Regions from separate parts of the Hordeum vulgare genome. Here all the other regions are linked to region 1. A link is a contact called in public Hi-C data. All regions are on one chromosome and are shown on one strand. Each heading gives the region's core, a stretch centred on a gene start, on an enhancer-like site or on the middle of the called end of the contact. The rest is flanking DNA. Distances are from core to core; before and after follow the strand shown. Region 1 holds the start of LOC123437194. Region 2 holds the start of LOC123437262 (N-terminal acetyltransferase B complex auxiliary subunit NAA25). Region 3 has its middle 150 kb from the start of LOC123411038.

The links. Hi-C and Micro-C count contacts between places; a contact is called where the count stands out from the background.
Region 2: a Hi-C map of leaf shows a contact between it and region 1, with 3 times the contacts expected there. The contact joins the promoter of LOC123437262 here to the promoter of LOC123437194 in region 1. A contact is called at or near these places in 4 of 6 Hi-C or Micro-C datasets (leaf and seedling).
Region 3: a contact with region 1 is called in a Hi-C map of leaf, with 6 times the contacts expected there. The contact joins the enhancer-like site here to the promoter of LOC123437194 in region 1. A contact is called at or near these places in 4 of 6 Hi-C or Micro-C datasets (leaf and seedling) and 1 of 1 datasets of contacts at active chromatin or transcription factors (embryo).

The regions. Positions count from the first base shown.
Region 1 is chr1H:360,828,285-360,832,324 of MorexV3_pseudomolecules_assembly, forward strand. LOC123437194 reads right to left here and starts at 2,149. Exons shown (of 23, transcript XM_045115691.1): 1 at 1,565-2,149; 2 at 1,405-1,455; 3 at 1,195-1,295; 4 at 951-1,041. The coding sequence starts at 2,101.
Region 2 is chr1H:361,774,288-361,778,327 of MorexV3_pseudomolecules_assembly, forward strand. LOC123437262 (N-terminal acetyltransferase B complex auxiliary subunit NAA25) reads right to left here and starts at 2,155. Exons shown (of 19, transcript XM_045115697.1): 1 at 1,867-2,155; 2 at 563-719; 3 at 357-475; 4 at 193-267. The coding sequence starts at 2,013.
Region 3 is chr1H:361,378,870-361,382,909 of MorexV3_pseudomolecules_assembly, forward strand. No RefSeq gene overlaps it. Among protein-coding and RNA genes, the nearest start is that of LOC123411038, 150 kb to the left of the region's middle. Within about 2 kb of position 1,687, at least 2 of the 3 cell types and tissues checked have open chromatin away from gene starts, as enhancers often do. A contact at or near this core is called in leaf, where this site is marked.

The sequences.
Region 1 (4,040 bases), core at 899-3,398:
TTTGGTGTTAAAGCTGAATGGCAGAGCACAGACAGTAGGACCACAAGCACATAGTCCAGATGTAAAATGGTACTAGCTTGCCAGCCCTAAACAAGAGCACATTTCGAACAAAGAACATTTGAATATGACTTTCATTTTAAATACTTGAAACCATCAGGAAAACAGATACAATCAGAAACCATTCAATTCCTTTTTCTACACATAAAATTGGCAATCACACAGAATAGGCTGGCTGTTTAGCAGTTCCAGTAATAAACCAGCGAGAAATATTCATGTTCTCATGCATTTGCAAGCAACTAACAAACTGAGCAGATGTCAGTGCTCAGTGTTTCACTACAGAGGCATGGCCAACAAGGAGTTTGTGCAATGTGATGATTGACATAAATTAATGGAAAATCCTGGATAACATCAACCTAACACACTCCTACAGAACTCTAACAGCCTTTTTGTGAATTGAACTAGAAGTTGCCAACAAGACATAGTTATATCTCATGTTATAGTTTAGCAGTTGCCAGAATGTAACCATAAAACCATCTACCTCAACTACGTTAAGTAAATACTCCTGCAAATACTCTTTAGGTCCTATTAGCCAAGGTTAGCTCCAAGCTTGGGTGGTCTTTTCAGAACTCAGAAAGGGGGTCTGTGTACAATTAGTCAGCACTCGGCGCCATGGATAGTTAATGTTCATTCAGAAAGAGATGTGCAGAAGATAAATGACTTGTTCCTATAAACATTTTAGTATTTTACATAACTGGGAAGCTATGTACTCCCTTCATCCCAAAATGAGACACTTATTTTGGGATGGAGGGAGTATGACATAGAGCGGAGGTGCAGTACCATGTAATTAAGCTTTCAACATTCATAGTTCTTACTGTAGCACACTACGATTGCACATAGCAAAAGCTATATAAAAGGATAAACAGAAGTGTGCAGAAAGAATATTTACATGCCTCGAAGTTTGAGGAAACAGTTGGAATAGAAGCCAGGCTAGTCTTTAGGGTGTCTGAATCAGTGGAGGAAATCGATGTTTTTGTAGCGTCCCTGTAAATTTGGGGGAATGTATCAATCAAATGGCATTGCTCGCACACAGGTGGGTGCACACACGAGGGCGTAAATAGTAGTGCCCATGCACATAATGTATGTAAACTAGAGATGAAGGCAGGCAATTAAGCATATATTTGAAATGGGCCACACCTTTCGTTTATAAGGCTGAGGATTGGATAAAATGGGCCAGCAAGCAGAGCCAGGAAACGAACACTGCTCTCTGGGGTGTCTGTGATGCTATTAAGGTCAGCCTGCAGAATGATAAGCAGACAGTCAGCCCGTTGAAGTGGACAATGTGAGAGCATGGGGGAAACAGCAAATTGCTGCTAGCTTATAGCCTAGGAGCAAGACCAATTTTACCTCAATCTGGGGCAGAAATGGTGGTAGCCTGCTTGCAATGTCTTTGAGCAGCTAGATTTAATTTGCAAAAATACAATTCATTCAGCAGGGTGGAGATACGTTAGCAAGACAAGAACCAGAAATAGAGCAAGTAGAACACACATGTATATAGCAGAGCTACCTGGAGGTGCATATTGTGCGACGAATGAGATTGTTTCTGCGAAGAAGATATTTGTGGTAACAAGTGGCTGACAAGAGGTTGGAATTCAGGTTCCAGGCCAGGTACAGGGATTCCGGTGAGCTGGATGAAGTAGATGGCAATGGGGCTTCCGCGCAGACAAGAGATGCGGACGTAGCGGCAGGGGGTGTGGTTGGCCGGGTACACCATGTCGCGCTTGGGAGCTTCGCCGCGCGGGCGGACCTTGACGAAGGCCTCGGGCTTGTAGCGCAGCCCGGCGGTGACCTCCCATTCGAGGACGGACTTGTTGTAGATGCGGATGTGGGAGACGAGACACGGCTCGTTGAGCTCGAGGAGGATCCACTCCTTGGTGTTGGTGGCGGTGGACCAGTGGGAGCGGAGGTCGGGCTCCAGCACGTTGGCGGCCTTCTGCCCCGACGACTCGCGGGAACACGCCTTCACCCGGAAACCCAGAGGCACGCCGCCGTCGCTCCACTCCTCCCCCCTACCCTCCCTCTCCCTCTCCGGCGCCGCCTCCATACCTTCCCTAGTTCCCTTGTCCGTGGCCGCGATTGGCTACTCTACTCTGTAGAAGCAACACACCGAGGGGGGAGGTTGAAGACGACGGGATGGGGGTATTCGCTGGGCTAAGATCGGGCCTTTGACGGCCCATTAAGCGCTACCAAACTTGTGTGACATTGTTTAGAGCAACTCCAATAGCTACTTTAATTCTAAAAAAAGATCTTCAATAGCTACTGTGAAAACTTTCAGTAAAAGTTGTCTTACTGGATGATCGTACTCCTTTCGTTTTTATTTACTTCAAATATTAGCTTCGTAAATTTGGTTTTATAGACAAAAATATTAACATGTATAATAATAAATCAATACCATTAAATTCATTATTAAATGTACTTTCACATAATATGGACCTTTCTATGGTAAATATTTATATTATTTTCTATAGATTTGGTCAAAGTTTATGAAGTTTTTGACTTCAGTCAACTCTAATATGTGGAGTAAACAAAAATAGTTGAAGTATAATTTAGGGAAAGTTGTCTAACACCTATTTTTCTCAGTTCCTGTAAAAAATCTCATTAATATTTTTTTCTTGTTTTTTCGAAACAGCATTGGGCCCGCAAGTCAGTGGCACGACACTGAGAGGCATGGTGATGGTGGTTGGAGCAGTGAGGGGTACAAAGGAGGCACGAAACAACATGACAGTGTGGTGGTGCAACCTGGAGGTCGGCCTCGCGATGAAACATATCTCAAATATTTTGAGGAAGATCATCTAACGTATATGGGTCACACAACTTAGAATCAGCAGCAATCTTGACATTCTCCGTGTTCACAGAGTTTAACATTTTGATCAGCAAGTATGAGCAACCTCTGCTCTGATACCATTTGATGGAGTACGAGCCGACGAGATGCCAATCCATGTGAGTTGCGGACGGATCTTTCACAGTACTAGCAAAATCGTTGATGAGAACTTTCGATAAAGCAAATATAAGATAAAGAAAACTTATGTCTAGTAGATCAGATCAACTCTATGCGTAGCAGTAACAAAAAATTCACACGTCATCAATGAACACTATATTAGGTATCCCGAATATGGGATCTTTCTAGATTTTTTGCTCAACTCACGCAAATAAAATTTGGCCTCTAAAACAGCCATAGATGGCCTTTTTACAAATGGTGGATTTTATTTGTTTAGAATGAAATATCAAGAGGATACAAAACATTATAAGCATATATCTGACCTCTGCATAGTTAGAGCATCTCTAGCACACCCCGTATAATGCGGACCCGCAAAAGCCGTTTACAGTTCGCGAAAAATGGGTTTTGCGGGCCGACGCGAGTGCGGAGAGAGACAGACACCCCAAAACGGGCCCATATAAAAACATATTTGCAGAAGATGCTACTATGCGGGTCTTCAATGCGGGGTTTGCTCGGGCGCCACCCTGTCGATCCGCAAACCGAATACCCCGTAAATCAGAATTACTCATCATGTGCAAAATAAGCAGAATGTCAATATTACAAATGCAGTAATCATCCAAAGTACAATAATTATTCAAATCACCATAGCAAACTAAATGAATGTCACACATGAATACAAAACTTGTCTCGTACACAAATCACAAATGAATGAAATGAAAATGAATGGATAAATGGATGGAAAAATGGAATGTTACTATTCCCCATCCCTTTGCCAATGGTGCTCAATGAGATCCTTCTAAAGTTGATAGTGGGTGTTTGCTTCTTCAATCTCCCTGTAGGTCTGAAGAAAAGCTCTGATTCGGTTAGGGTCTCTAGCTGGTTTGACACGGCTGCCGACATTGTCATAGAAGAACTCCAAGTTCATGCCTCTCTCATCTTCGAGAATCATATTATGAAGAATAACACAGCAATGTCATGATGTTTCTAAGGATCGTTTGTCCCAAAACTAAGCAGGACCACGAACAATGGCAAACCTAGATTGCAA
Region 2 (4,040 bases), core at 905-3,404, 950 kb after region 1:
AACCCTACAACCATCACTCCATCAGCGTATCCATAAATCCATAGGAGTCCTGACAATGCATTTGTTTTCATGTACAGATTTCTTAATTTCCAGTGAGCAAGAAAATGATAGTGTGCCAATACAGTTGCTTCCACTAAATTGTCAATGCAGAACTTGTAACTCTACTAACTCATGGATGTATGATGAACCTACCTGCAGTTGAATACTGCAAACAGCCCAAAGCAAAAACCTTTCTTCTCCTACAGTTTTGTACATTCTAAGTGCTGTCTGCAAAACATAAAAAGCTCTGAGGATCAAGAATTGAACAAGGAAACACAAATCATTCAAATTGGGCAACTAGCAAAATACCATCATACCTGTTGTTGCTTCACATATGAGTACTCTCTGACGTAGCAATTAAAGAGCCCCATCATTAATTCCAAGTTATTAGGGTATTTTGTACAAGCATACTCATAGCATGAAGTTGCAAGGTCCACTAGCAGAAATATAATCAGTCACATGATATAATTTAGAAAAATAGTGACATTAAACAGATAAGGCAAACAGTGAAGTATGAACATACATCTCTCAAGCCTTTGAAACACTATCTGTAGTGTGCTAAGGGTGAGATCGTCAAAATGGAAAATGTTATTCGAGTACAATAGCTCCTTGGCATTCAAACAGACAGTCAGTGCTTCATCAGGCTTTCCCATCCTTTCCAAAGTAAGAGCCTTGAGAGCCTGAAATTAGATAATTAAACAGTGTCATTTAATTGCATTCTAAATACAGCCAACATAAAGCCATTAGTTCTGATCAAAACTGAGTTGATCATGTTGACTAAAAACGGTGGCTCTGTTACAAGATCTTCAACAGATAGAAAGGAATACATCAAGGTCGTGCTACGGTCACACAAAACAAATATAGCATGTAGGATTTTCAAGCTCTAGACTGATTTGAGACAGCTCTATAGACAATACGTTCCTAAATGTCTAAGGAAGAGCTTAGTATCCTAACTTTAATAGCATTAAGTCATAAAGTACAGATAGTGTCTATTCTTAAGTTTCTGAACTAATTGATTTGCTACCACAGCTCAAGAGTTAGCATCTTGCCACCTGCAGGAACTAAGGCATTGGCTTCGCTTCTGGGGCTAAGCTTGAGAAAAGCGAACAGAAGAGTTTAAACTAAATGACATGCTAGTTGATACTTATGAGTAAGCAAGTATTCATCTGGAATAGGACCCCCTATAGTTCTCTTAACAAAATATCTTGGTCCCCTACCTCTCAAGCTTCAACATGAGTTCCATCAGTCCACAATACTCAATTACTTCTATGTATCACATCATTCCCACCATATCCTCTCCCCTCCCATCCGACTTGATACGCAGCAATCTAGCAAACTTTTGCCAGGGAGAGGAATTGGGTGCCTTCAAATAAATCCACTGTGAATTAGACGACTCAGCTTAATGGGAGAGGCTTCAGAATGCCAGTAGTTCCCCCGCGTTAGTCTGAGCAGTCTGTTTCCTAGGATTGCCACAAGCTCTTACTGCCACACCACTCAATAAGAAGCCTCCTATTGAATTTATGCACCCAGTCATAGTCAAAAAAAAATGCACCCAGCTAGTCATAGGTGGCCTAAGAGTCTTTAAATCGGTACCAACAGCTCAAGCAAGTTATTATGAGCTAGAACTAGCAGGCAATTCAGCACAATGCACCACAAGCCATCTAGCTTCTATCGATGCAGCTGGTCCGTCGATCCGTTTGATTAGAAAACACAGGACGCTCCAAATATAAGCATCGAAACAAACCACACCCATTTTCCAAGCCAGATTCACCAGTCCACGACGGGAACTAGAGAAAAATGGAGATGAGGAGGACCGAGGGAACTCACGAGGGCGTAGGGTGAGGTGGGGTGCTTGGCGAGGAGCGAGGTGCAGAGCTTGAGCGCGGCCTTGTACTGTCGCGAGTCGACGGCGTCCCAGATCGGCCGCACCCGCCGCTCCGGGATTCCGCCGGCGAGCCCGAACTTGCTGGCCATGTCAGCGGGCCCTCACGATCTAGGGTTAGGGTTTTGAGCGGCGGGGGTGTAGCGGGTGAGAGCGGGAGGAGGAAGAAGGGGAGAACCGCGGAGGCACAGCGCGGAAGGGTTTATCGAGTCGGGGTGTGACGGCGGCGCGGCTCGTGCGCAGGGGGCAGGGCGACCCGAGTGGCCACGTCCGAGGAAGGAACGTGGCCAGGGTCCGGACCGTCGATGGCAGGATGGGCGGCGTAGGTTCGTCTGCCGTGTGAGACTGAGCAGCGAGGAGATGCCGTAACCCTACCAAGGAGGTTGCCGAGTTCTGGGCCGTTGGATTCCTGGTGAGCGGCGTAGATCGACGGAGAGAGAAAACGGTGTCTAGGCCTTGCACCAGAACCGGCAAAACGGCAGAACCGGATGAGGTGACGAGATGGTGGTCGGACTTTTGGTGCCGTTTGGCCCCACATGACGGCAGAGACGAAAGTGATAGAAAAGACATGTTCATTTTCTACTTGCGGGTGACTTTTGTTAATTTATTTGTATCACGATTGCCCTTAAAAAAGGACCGCTGCTACAGCCGGGTTATAAACCGTCGGATACATTCTTTTAGGCCGTTGGATGAGTCAACATGATCCCGTTCTAGATATCATCTTGCTTCGTTCTCCACTGGCCACAACAAACCGAGCGCTCGTGTCATCGTTGAAAATATCACCAGATTCTCAATCGGATTGGAGCTCCCTTGCTAGGATCGTGAATCGTAGAATCATAACTATCAGGATCATAGAAACTTAGATTCTACGAGCAAAATCGTAGAATCGAAGGGGCTAATTTGGATCGTAATATCGTAAGATTCTAAGACTTGAATCGCGATTCTGACAATTTTTCACCGCCCCGGCTCGTAGTTGCCGCTCCGTCGTCGGCAATATTCATGGTCTCAACACCTTGAGCGTTGTGTTGCATCGCAGCTCCGCCGATGGTGAGATCCGTGGGTCGCAACACTCCGCATGCTATATTGCAACTCCGCCACTGGGTAGATCCATGATCGCAACACCTCACGGTGTTTCATTGCAGATCCTCATCGAGGAGTTCCGCAGGTCGCATCACCTCGGGTGATGCATTGCATCCCCGCCACCGGCGAGTTCTGCCGGTTGCAGCACCTTGGGTTACATTGCAAGCCACAGCAGCCCCAACGTCATCGAGTTCCGCTAGTCGCAGCACCTCGGGTGTTGCATTGCAGCCTCATCGCCGGCAGGTTTCGCAGGTCGGAGCACCTCATGTGTTACAATGCATCTCCATCGTCGACAAGCACCCCCATTGCATTTCAGCTTCGCCGCCGGCGAGATATGTGTTATGCGCCGTCGCTCATAGCACCCGATGTCGTCGTCATCACAAGGGCAACCGCGTCCCCACCTCACCGCACCGAGCATGCCCCTGTAGCATCGACTGCAACATCGGTGTTAGCTCAAGTCGCAGTAGAGCCGGCACTCACGCAGGCGGTCATGCCCCCCTTGCCCCCGGTTGGTCACCGCCCCTCGCAGCATTGGGAGCCGTCCGCTCGCAACGAATACAACAATTTCCAACAACGGTGGTGTAGAGGGTGTTGCAGGGACATGGTGGCAGCAAACGCACGGGCGGTGACCATAAAGGCTTTGCAGTGTCCATGGATACGATGGACACTGCAAAGCTTTTCTGCCTATGGTCAAATGTCGAGTAGAGGAGACAAACAACATGGAGGCGAAGCGAAGGCTGAGGCCGGCGTTGCTGCCATGGACCATTAAATGGACTAGATTCGACTATTGTCGTCAGCATAAAAGCTAAACATTGAAGTATATGACCTGAATAGGAATTTCTGAAACACCAAAAAAATGTTGCAAAAAATATATAAAAACATACCATTTCCAAGGTTCATCCAACCCATGAGTAGCACAAATCATAAGCATATGTGCCAGTCTTTCCCATGATTGGGCTAGATGCCCATTGTCATGTTGCTTAATTAATCATAATCTTTCTTGAATGTATTTTTTATAGAATTCGTCAAGGAAAGGTGT
Region 3 (4,040 bases), core at 437-2,936, 550 kb after region 1:
TTTTTGAAACACGAACATTTTTTGAACTTCTGTACATTTTTTTGGAAAGTTGAACATTTTTTAGAAAGTGAATAACATTTTGTAAAAATCTCGAACATTTTCAAATCATGATTTGTTTTCCAATTGGTGAACAAAATTTGAACAAGTTTTCCGTTTTTGTACAAATTTTGAAAAAAGAGAAACATTTTTCGTAAAACAGGAACATTTTTTTATAAAAATGTGAAAAGAAGAACATTTTTTTGAAAATTGTGACCAATTTATGAAAAAAGGAACATTTTCTGAAATTAGAAGACAATTTTTGAAGCAGGAACTTTTTTCAACTTATGTACACTTTTTGAAACATGGACATTTTTTGAACTTACGTACATTTTATTAAAAGGCAAAGATTTTAAGGAAAATGAAGTACACTTTTTTAAAATTCATGAACATTTTTAAATTATCAACATTTTCAGAAATGGTTAATAAAATATGAACAAGTTTTCAATTTGTGATAAATTTTAGAAAAAGAGAATTTCTTTAAAAAGAACATTTTTCGGAAAATCATGCACTTTTTGAATAGGATAACAATTTTTGAAACACGACCATTTTTGAAAAAACGAACATATTTTGAAAGCAAGGACATGTTTTGTAATTCCTGATTGTTTTTTGAAGCGTGAATATTCACATATAAATTGTGATCAAATTTTGAACATGAGAACAATTTTTAAAAATCAGTTTTTTTTTTAAATGTCAAACAAAAAAAGGAAATAAGGTGAAGGGAAAAAATGAAAACAAAAACAATAACATTTTTCCGATGAGGTAACATGCGGACAAATGGTTGTGCGAGGTAAAACAGGCCGACAACGCGACACAGCACGATGCAGTGGCAAAGCTATGCGGAAATCTAAGGCTGGCCATAATGGGAACAACTAAGATAATATCATATACTTGGGACTAGCAAACATGCTGATGTGGCAGATAATTAAAAAAGAAAAAGAAGATTAAAGTAACATAAATAGATACCATAACATGTTAAATGTTATGCTATTATGTGTCATGCATGTCAATAAATAAAGTCATCTATAATACTACTTTATGATACTATATACTATGAAGGTAATATCATACAATAGTATCATATGCATGATACTATTATATGATACTCTTCACTATGACCAGCCTAAAAGAAAAAGAACTACACAAAATGACATGCAATGATGTCAAGAAAGAATCTTATGAAATGACGCGTATCATTGATGGAGATAGGATTAATGCTCAAGGGTTCCCTCACTGCCACAACTCCCCAAAACACCGTACCTTGCAATCTTCACTCTTGATTTCAAAGACTATTCCATCGACGACGAGACGTGTGCGGTGATTTTGTAATTCTCAAGATGATATGTTGGTTTAATTTTTTTAAGATGTCCATAAAATGAAATATGCGTGTATGTGTTTATAAAAATAAATGTATGCACATGTATATAAACGATTGCGTCTGTACTGTGTTAAAAAAAACTTCAAAGATTATGCACGTAATAACCAGTTGTGTGGATTGTGGTCCACGGTAAAAACACTATCGGTCCATCATACTATTATTACGAGCGGAAAAGCCGTGATGCGACGTGACACGGAACAGTAAAGGAAGGAATATAGCCCGGTAAACATCACAGGGCTTTCGTTTCGCTTGTCCCTTTGCGTCCGTCCCGTACGCCGTCGCCCACAAACCGAATGAATTCGAAGCTGCGTGAGCGTGACCTCTTCGGGGATGAGAACAGATCGGGGAAGACGACGACCGTGGCAGCAGCGGCCAGCGAGAGGGATCCGAGGCCGGACGCGAAGCTTTGCGCTCGATCGGCCGGCCGGCCGGCCGGGGGCCCAGAAAGGCGCTGCTGTCGCCTCGCGGCCTCGCGCGCCCGATGGCTCGACGGGAGGCTTCGCTTTCGCTTTCGCCTTCGCCTCAGGCGTTGCATGATTCCGTCCCCACGATAAATAGTCGACGACGCTCCTTGTTTGTCTCCTTGATTGATGACGAACGACAACGCTTCTTTGATTCTTTCTTTGGATCCATGCATGCGTGCAATGCAACGTTTTCCTTAACACGTTGCTCACTACGTCCGTTTAGCCGTTCGTTTTGGTTCAGATGGTAGCAGCTTCTTCTCGCAACGCTCCAGCCGACCAGTGCAGTGGATCTCGATGCGGCAAAATTGACAAATCTGATCCCATTTGATCCTTGGGTTGAAAAAACTCGTAAACTGAACCCTTTTCGAAAAAAATCCGTCGAGCTGACCTTTTTGTATGGCACTCCACGCGTAAACGTCACACTACACCGTATGACGTCTAAGTCGTTGGCGTCACACCCCCATCCACGCTGGCACTGCAGGCTCCACCCCCGACAGTGTGACGCCTAAGGCTCAGGCGTTGCACACGCTACAGTGTGGCGTCGAGCTCTTAGGCGCCACACCTTGAGTTATCCAGCCATGGGCCGGCCCCCTTGCCCACCTCCTCCCCACTCGTTTTCCCCAACAAAGAGCAGCAGCGGCTGCTTCATCTCCTCATCTCAATCCCCTCTTTCAAATCCTTTAGATCTATTGATTTCTTGTGTGGTTTTATCCTCCAAATTGGTCTAGAAAGTAATTTCTTTCGTTTTCCATCTTTCTATTCAAATAATATTGCAAATTTTCAGATTTGTATTAGTTTGTTTGAGAGCCATGTTTTGACTGGATTTAAAATATAAATGAGGAGTTAGTGGTATTTTATGAATCCTAGATGAGTAGATTTGGTATATGACTATTCCTATGAATAGATGGTGTGGATTTATGAGGAAATGAGTACATGACTATTTTTTTTTGAAGATGAGTAGATTCCCATGAGTATTTTTTAGTAATATGTAGAAGAGTGGATGAGTAGATGACAATTCCTATATGTAGATGAGTACATGACTATTTCTATATGAGTATGATGAGTAGATGAATATTCCTATTCCTATAGATGAGTAGATTCATATTCCTATATGATAGATGAATATATATGAGAAGTTAGTTGATTTTTTTTATGATATGTAGGATGGTGTGGCTTTTGAATGATGCCTATGACGTCGAACACCGGGCCTACTTGATGTCGGAGAAGCGGATGGTAAGTACAACATATTATTATCTTCAAAAATCATGTATTTATTTAAGAAGATCAAACTGTAATCATATCACTCCTCTATGTTTGCAGAAGCTTACGCCCTTGAAGATTCGGTCTCACGGGGCATCGACTCTCATGTCGTACGATGAGCGGTTCACACCATACATCGAGATGGCAGGACTCCTTCCATTCATTGAGCTTGTGAGCCGGTCAACGCCCAACGTGAACGTTGCAGCAATCACTGCACTTAGTGATCGATGGAGGCGGGGGACCCATAGTTTTCACCTCCGGACCAGAGGAGATGATAGTGACATTTCAAGATGTTTTCATTATCACCGCACTTTCGATCGAGGGGAAGCCTCTTTGTATGAGCACTGATTCTGAGGGATGGCGGCAGAAAATGGAGGCCCTTATTGGTATGTCACCTCCACAGCCGGAGGTAGAAGATGGAGGGAAGAAATATAGAGTACCGGCTGGCGCTCCTTTCACTTGGATTGCAACGAACTTTAATCATTGTCCCGAGGACGCCAATGATGATGTGATCCAGACTTATGCTCGCGTGTACATGTGGTATGTTATCTCTAGGACTATATTCGCTGATGGTAGTGGCAAGAATGCTCAATGGATGTGGCTGAAGGCGTTGACGATTTTCGACAACAAGTTCAGCTGGGGGTCGACCGCATTGGCCTACTTGTATCGGCAGGTAATAAATTGTTAATAATAAGTTTTTGTTTGTCTTATACTTTTGCGCTTAACTCATCCATGTTTATCTTTACTTGTAGTTGGACGAAGCTTGTCGTAGGTCCACACGGGACGGCGGAATTGGTGGTTGTATGCTCCTACTTTCGGTATGGAGCTGGGAACGCCTTCCTGTTGGACGCCCTAGAGAGGCGACGTTCAAGCCCTGGGATGACCACGACAACCATGTACGG